Regions from separate parts of the Arachis hypogaea genome. Here region 2 is linked to region 1. The links are chromatin contacts, called in public Hi-C maps. All regions are on one chromosome and are shown on one strand. The core of a region is the stretch at or near the end of the contact, and the rest is flanking DNA. Distances in the headings are between cores, read along the strand shown. Region 1 holds the start of LOC112801063 (pathogenesis-related homeodomain protein). Region 2 holds the start of LOC112801082 (methylsterol monooxygenase 2-2).

The links. Hi-C and Micro-C count contacts between places; a contact is called where the count stands out from the background.
Region 2: a contact with region 1 is called in a Hi-C map of leaf, with 8 times the contacts expected there. The contact joins the promoter of LOC112801082 here to the promoter of LOC112801063 in region 1. A contact is called at or near these places in 6 of 8 Hi-C or Micro-C datasets (leaf and an unstated tissue).

The regions. Positions count from the first base shown.
Region 1 is chr5:29,706,843-29,710,129 of arahy.Tifrunner.gnm2.J5K5, reverse strand. It overlaps LOC112801063 (pathogenesis-related homeodomain protein), which reads left to right and starts at 1,289. Exons shown (of 10, transcript XM_072236985.1): 1 at 1,289-2,771.
Region 2 is chr5:30,362,071-30,365,308 of arahy.Tifrunner.gnm2.J5K5, reverse strand. LOC112801082 (methylsterol monooxygenase 2-2) reads right to left here and starts at 1,821. Exons shown (of 7, transcript XM_025843615.3): 1 at 1,664-1,821; 2 at 1,328-1,465; 3 at 495-640; 4 at 243-362. The coding sequence starts at 1,747. It overlaps LOC112803376, which reads right to left. Exons shown (of 2, transcript XM_029298295.2): 2 at 2,669-3,238. The coding sequence ends at 2,804.

The DNA.
Region 1 (3,287 bases), core at 40-2,539:
ATTGTATAGTGATAGCGAAGGAGGGAACGAAAATGAAATGGAGCCAAGTCACACTCCTCATCTCCCTTTATACAACTGAAGTCAAACTTAAACATCAATTGACACCAGTTCCCAGAACAAGGCTTGCTTCTTACATGGAGACAGCCTACAACACGTTACCTGCATGGCGGACATGTGGCGATTCGATCTTATCACGCATCCTGCGTGTTAACCAGATGGAGATACGTGGCTTGCGCGTGTTTGGAGCCGCTGGTATCACGGATGTTGTGTGTTGCTCTGCAGTTGCTATGTGACGAATTTCTGTTGGAAATCTCTGATAAAGTTGACTTGGAAAATTGTGCCGAATCTCTGCTACGTCAACACGTTACCTGCGTGTTGCTTGGGAACACGATACGTGACAAATTTCTGCTAAAAATCTCTGCTATGAGTATCATAGAACCTGCGTGTTGAGCAGTATTTCTAACACCTTTATAATTCTGTAAAACACTTTAAACACCAATTTCTTTTTTATATCTAAAATAATTTTCGGCACTAGAATACCATCTTCATGACATAATGAGTTTTGTATTTTGTCTTTACTCTTTAAAAACACTTTTTGTATTTTGACTACGAGTGTCTTTGGAAATGTTTGAAAAATCAAATTTACTTTAATAATTATTTATTAGTATATTCAATTTTTAGTATAATTAATTATGTAACCATTACTTTTTATTTAAATATTTTAGTTGAAAAATGATTACATGATAATTTTCTTTTGTATCTGGAATGTGTAGAAAAAATTGTTTTAAAATGATATTATTACAGAAAAGGTGTAAAATTATCATTTTATATTATTTAATATAATATTATAAATAGATGCATAATATTATATAAGATTTAGTTTAATAAATCAATCAAATACCTCAGGGGTCTAACCTAACTGAATATGTTCTTTTGATATGTGTGTGTTTAATTTTTTATGCTTAAGATACAATGTTTAAGGTACAATGTTTAATATTATACGATAATTGCCATATATTTGAATTCTTTATAATTTGTTAAAGATCATTGTGTCCTTTAATTGCTAAAATGATACAGAATTAGTCAACAAGAACCCTAATCTTAGTTGATTACATAATAGGTCATTTCAGCTGCTTACAGTACTGTCATACAATAAGTATAAAATACTATATAATTATATGGCTACACATAATAAGCTTTTATATATATTTATATTACTTTTAGTGTAAAATAGTTGTCATGTATAGTTGTTAAAATCCATTATTTCTTATTTATATAACATTTTTCTAACGCATTTTGAATTGTTATTCTCACGCAAATAATGAAATGCCTTTAAAAACCACAATGGCAATATCTTCAATTCACCAAGTAATAATTTCGTTTGCTTTCCACAATACACATCTTTCATTTGATGGAATTTATCCTCTTCGAAAAGGAAGAATTTTCTGTCTCTTCTACATATCACATTTCATTTGAAAATTGAGAGACAATATCAAAGAATTGTCAAAGGGGAAATTTGCTTGTGTTTGTGGCAAAGATGCAATTTCGGTTAGAAATTAAGAGAGGGACAAAACAACAGTGGTGAACACTTTTTTCTGGGACTGTAATTATATAAGAAGGTACACAACACATTACACAACAAAAGTGGAGTTAATGGGGGAAGAAAAGAACTAGGAAGAAGAAGAAGAATAACAACAAGAAACATTTAAAGCTTAGCCGTTGTTTCTAGTCTATCTGTGAACATTGGGATTCTGAGTCCCAATTTCACATTCATATAACCCACTCAGTTCAAAAGGTTCAATGGTTTTTGCTTTGCCTTTTGAGATAGCTTCAGTGCTACATAAAGTTCAGATCTTTCACCGTACTTTGACTTCTTTACAGGTTAGTTTCCTTAATTGGCCTTAAACTCGAGTGGGTTTCTCGTTGTTTTTGGGTTTGAACTTGTGGGGTATTATAAAAAATTGAGCTTGCATCTTGTGGTGTCTTAACAAAAATTAAGGTCTTGTGGCTTTCTTTTCTTTTTCTTTCTTTGTTTGGACCAAAAATTTGGCTGTGGATAAATTGCCTTGGGGCTGGAAGTGTTTGTTAGCTTAGTTGAGTCATGGTTCTTAAAAGGACTAATTGAATTTGTTTAGTGATCATGGTCTAGAACATCATAAGAGTTTTCTTCTTCCACTGAATTTGTTTAGTGATATTCTCAGCTGAACTTGTGGGTTATACATGATCAATTAATATGCGAGATACTGAGAAAAAGTTAAATAAGAGAGGATTTAGAAAATCCAGTCACTCAAGGGAACATACTGATTCAAAGCTTGATTTGTCACCGAGATTCGAAACAAGTAGTAACAAAGGCCAAGGGAAGAAGCAGAAATTGAAATCGAAACCTCACAAACTCGTTGTTTGCACAGCCACATCAAGGGGCACAGCAACTGATTCTTCTTCCATCAAGGGGTCAATCAAAGATGCTTCAAGTGAAAAATTGATTGTTGGACAAAATATGCATTACAATGATGGGAAATCTTTGCAGATGCTCTCTTCGACAAAGCAACCGGGGGAGAAAATTTCTTTTTGTCCTATTGTCGACAGGAACGATGCTGATGGGGAAGTGAATATTCAAAAAGTTAAGAGAAGGAGAAGGAGGAAAAGGCGAAGGGATAATGTGGATCTTGATGATGCTTTGCGCCTGCAGAGGAGAACAAGGTATCTGTTAATCAAAATGAAGGTAGAGCAGAACCTTATGCATACTCTGGAGAAGGCTGGAAAGGTCAAAGGTACTAATTTTTTATTTTCTTTAAGCTGTCTATTTTTCTTATTGTCATTGTTAGAGAATCTGTGAAGGCATTGTTAATTTGTTATTACTATAAGTTATGTATCATTTCTTGACTAGGATATGGCTTTTAGATTATTGGATTTTCGCTGTTGTTCTTAGTCTCCAGGGTGTGTTAAGTTGATAGTAAAAGGCACAAATATGAAGCAAGGATAAACATCTAAATTCATAGATTTTGTATGAAACTTAGAAAATAAGGTGTAATCCATATACGACGACAGCAAAAACCAAGTCTTGTTCCACTTGGTGGAGTTGACTTTGCAGAACAAACAACTTCATGGTGGTCTATCATGAAATGTAACAAAATGATTTGAAATTGATTTTCTTTTAGAAACTTGTGCTTAAAGATCCAGTTTCCTTGTCTTTAAGGAATGCATTCTCTGCTGAATAATCTTACAGAATTCTACGTATGCTGTTTAAACTTTTGAAGTTACAATTCAATATGGTCATATAAGAATAA
Region 2 (3,238 bases), core at 572-3,071, 650 kb before region 1:
TTAGAATATGGACAGATATATTTGAACATCACAGAAAACCTTACAAGAAATACTCTATGTGATCTGTTTTCTTTTATCTATGACTGCTGTTTTTGGAATTGGATTAATGTCTGTGAATAAGTTGTATCCATATATGTTGATTCAAGGATGTACTAAAACAGTAACGATGAATTCGTGATAAATAAAAACCAATGGAGGGAGTAGATTGAACAAACCAACTGCAAAACACAGATAATACTCACTCATGATGAACACTGTGCACATGCTTGTACAGCCATTTTGTGTGCAATACCCTGTGACCCCAGTAAAATACAAAATCCTCCAAAATGAAGTAAAAGATTATTTGTGTTAGAATTACATTCCTGCAAAATCAAATGAATATTTTCTTTGTAAGCTTAGCGAAGATATATATTAGAAATTTCTACATATATTGCTCCTATCATGGAGCTCCAATGTCATTAGTATTGAAAGTGCTCTAAAGAAAGAAAAAGTACCAGGATGGCAATGGAAGACTACTTCGCATGCCCATATATTTGAACACAGGATATGAAAAAATCACGACTGGTAGATTGACACCAAAATGGTACAGTATTAAGCGAATGATACATTTCTCCTGAGCTGCAGGGCTATTATTTTTCCCCTGGATGAAAGCAAGCAATAATGAAGTTTTCAAATCTAACAGACCAAGCTTCCCAAGACAAAAATGGGAAAAGAGAAAGAGATCTTAGAAGCTGCATATTTAAGTTTCTCCTATTCAAATCAACAAGAAAAATGATCATATTAAAGTAAACTCCCAATCTCATTCCTAACGAAATTGAAACATATGAAGAACAAAAACACTGGCCTTTAAATTGACAAATTCATCTCTTACTATTCATGAAAGAGTGAAAAAATTATTTCTTCTGGACAAAACATGAACACTTTCGGGAGGATTAATATAATATGTTCACTGTTTTAAACACATAGAACAATGCAGAACGATATATCTATTTGGCATTGAAATTTTGCTTATGTAGGAGATACAGATGAGGAAGAACAAACTTTCTAAGGAATGACCAACCAAAAAGGTTGAAATCATCATCAACTAGAACCATTTGATTTCCTTGCATACATGACATAAATAAATCACACAATTAATACATAAAATTGATTTTATAGCTGAATAACAATGACTATCATAGGGAATATATCAACCATTGCCAAAGCAAATTACATTGATCCTTGGAGCTTTGAGTAAACATCCACAAAGCAATTAACAACTTAGGAGAGAAAACAAGCATATATAGATAAATCATAAAAGTTAAATATATAAAGTATATAGACAAACCTGAATCTTATAATTGCTGAGCCATCCAACTCTTTCGAACCAAACAAAAGGAAGTCCAGATAAGAAGAAAACGCTCTCATGCAGAAAGAAACTCCCAAAACATGCCAATTGAAAGTCACTGAAATGCGTGATCAAAAACTGCAATCACACAGGGAAAAAATCAAAAAAGAAAGAAGGAAAAACAAAGTTCAAATATGTAAAAAAGAGTCAAACATTGAAAAAGAAACAAACACCAATTCTAAATGGGCACATTGTAAAAATTATGAGGTGCGTTCAAAGTTGAGATCTTTATTAACGAACGAATGAATGAAGTGAAATGTAGGAAAAAGACAGAACCTGCCAACCGGATTCAACGAAGGAAGCCATGGATGGTACAACCCAGAAAGAGAATTTGCGAAGAGAGAGAGAGAGAGTGCACATACCAAGGTTTGTACTCTTCTTGGGGAGGGTCCTTCTCCTTCACACACATGCACACTTTCTGTTTTAGAAAAAAAAAAACATTTTTTTTATTTTTTACACAAAAATTGTAAGCACTAGTCATTGATAAGTCCTTACTAGAGAAGGCCATATCGCCATCTCGGCCACATTATTATTTGTTTTTCTTTATCTTTTTTTTTTTTAACACAAAATTAACCATTCCATGTTGTATATGAATATTTTCATGTGGATCAGTGGATCCAAAGCATGCTAGTGTTCCGATAAATTCTCTCGCTCTCTTTTTTTTTTTTCCTTCCTTTGCTGAACCGGACTTATCACTTATGATTTAAAACGTGGTCCATCATAAAAAGAGATCCTTGAATTTGAGATATGTAGATTAAGAAATTAAGATACTCACTAACTTGATCACCCTCACATTAATAAAAACCCACATTTTACTAATGCGCCCTGTTATACTATGTTAAATTGTTAATACTAATGAGCTAAGGAGAATGAAGGAATGAAGCTTATGCACTAAGTTGCACTCATGTTCCATCTTGGATTTTAGCATTATCAACAATTTTGGCTTTCAAATGTAAACTTTTTATAATCCCATCTGAATTTTATCAACCAACAGTTTCTGAATAAAATTTTGCTTGTATATACATCGTTGAATAAACAATAGAAACTGTAATTCCGCAAAAATATAGCTTGAGAAACTGATAAGTGATCCAGTTGGAAATGGCAAGATATATCAAATCCTTATTTCACAATACAAATATGGATTGTCCAATTATTATTTTTATATTTAACTCAAAAAATAGTAGCGTATAAACCGAAAGTGAAACATGGCCATCAAACTTTAGTTATATGATTTTCATCAGGCAACCAAGCAAACAACTCTTCTCTCATCAACGCAACTGATTTTGAATTGCAGTTCACTTTAATTTAAAAATAATTTAAAATCTCAAAGGATGAAGACAATATAATTCTCTTGCAAAAATTTAGGGAAAATTTCAAGAGACCATTCAAAGAAAGAGGCATAAAACAATCAAGAATCTAGTTTGTCCTGGGGGTAGCCCATTCAACTCTGAGGATGAGATTGTCATATCCATATCCATTGAGCTTGTTAATTGCTCTCTGTGCATCTTCCCTGTTTACAAAGTTAACAAATCCAAATCCTCTGCTCATGCCCGTCTTTTGATCTATAGCAACATAGACTCTGCTCACTGCGCCAAATGGGCGGAACAGTTCGAGCAAATCAGGCTCTCTTGTGTCCTCCGATAAGTTAGTGACCCTCACAGAGTTCTCATCATTCCTGCGCCGCATGTCCGATCCAGTTCTCTCCGCACCGGCTCTCATTCCAGGAGGCACATATGCTCCCTTTGTTGAACCAGGAACAGCAGCTGCAGCATCAGATGTTGGAGGCTTGTCGACAAATCCCTCTGACGGTGGAGCAAGATCCTTGTAGGGACACCTTGAAGTCCAGTGGTC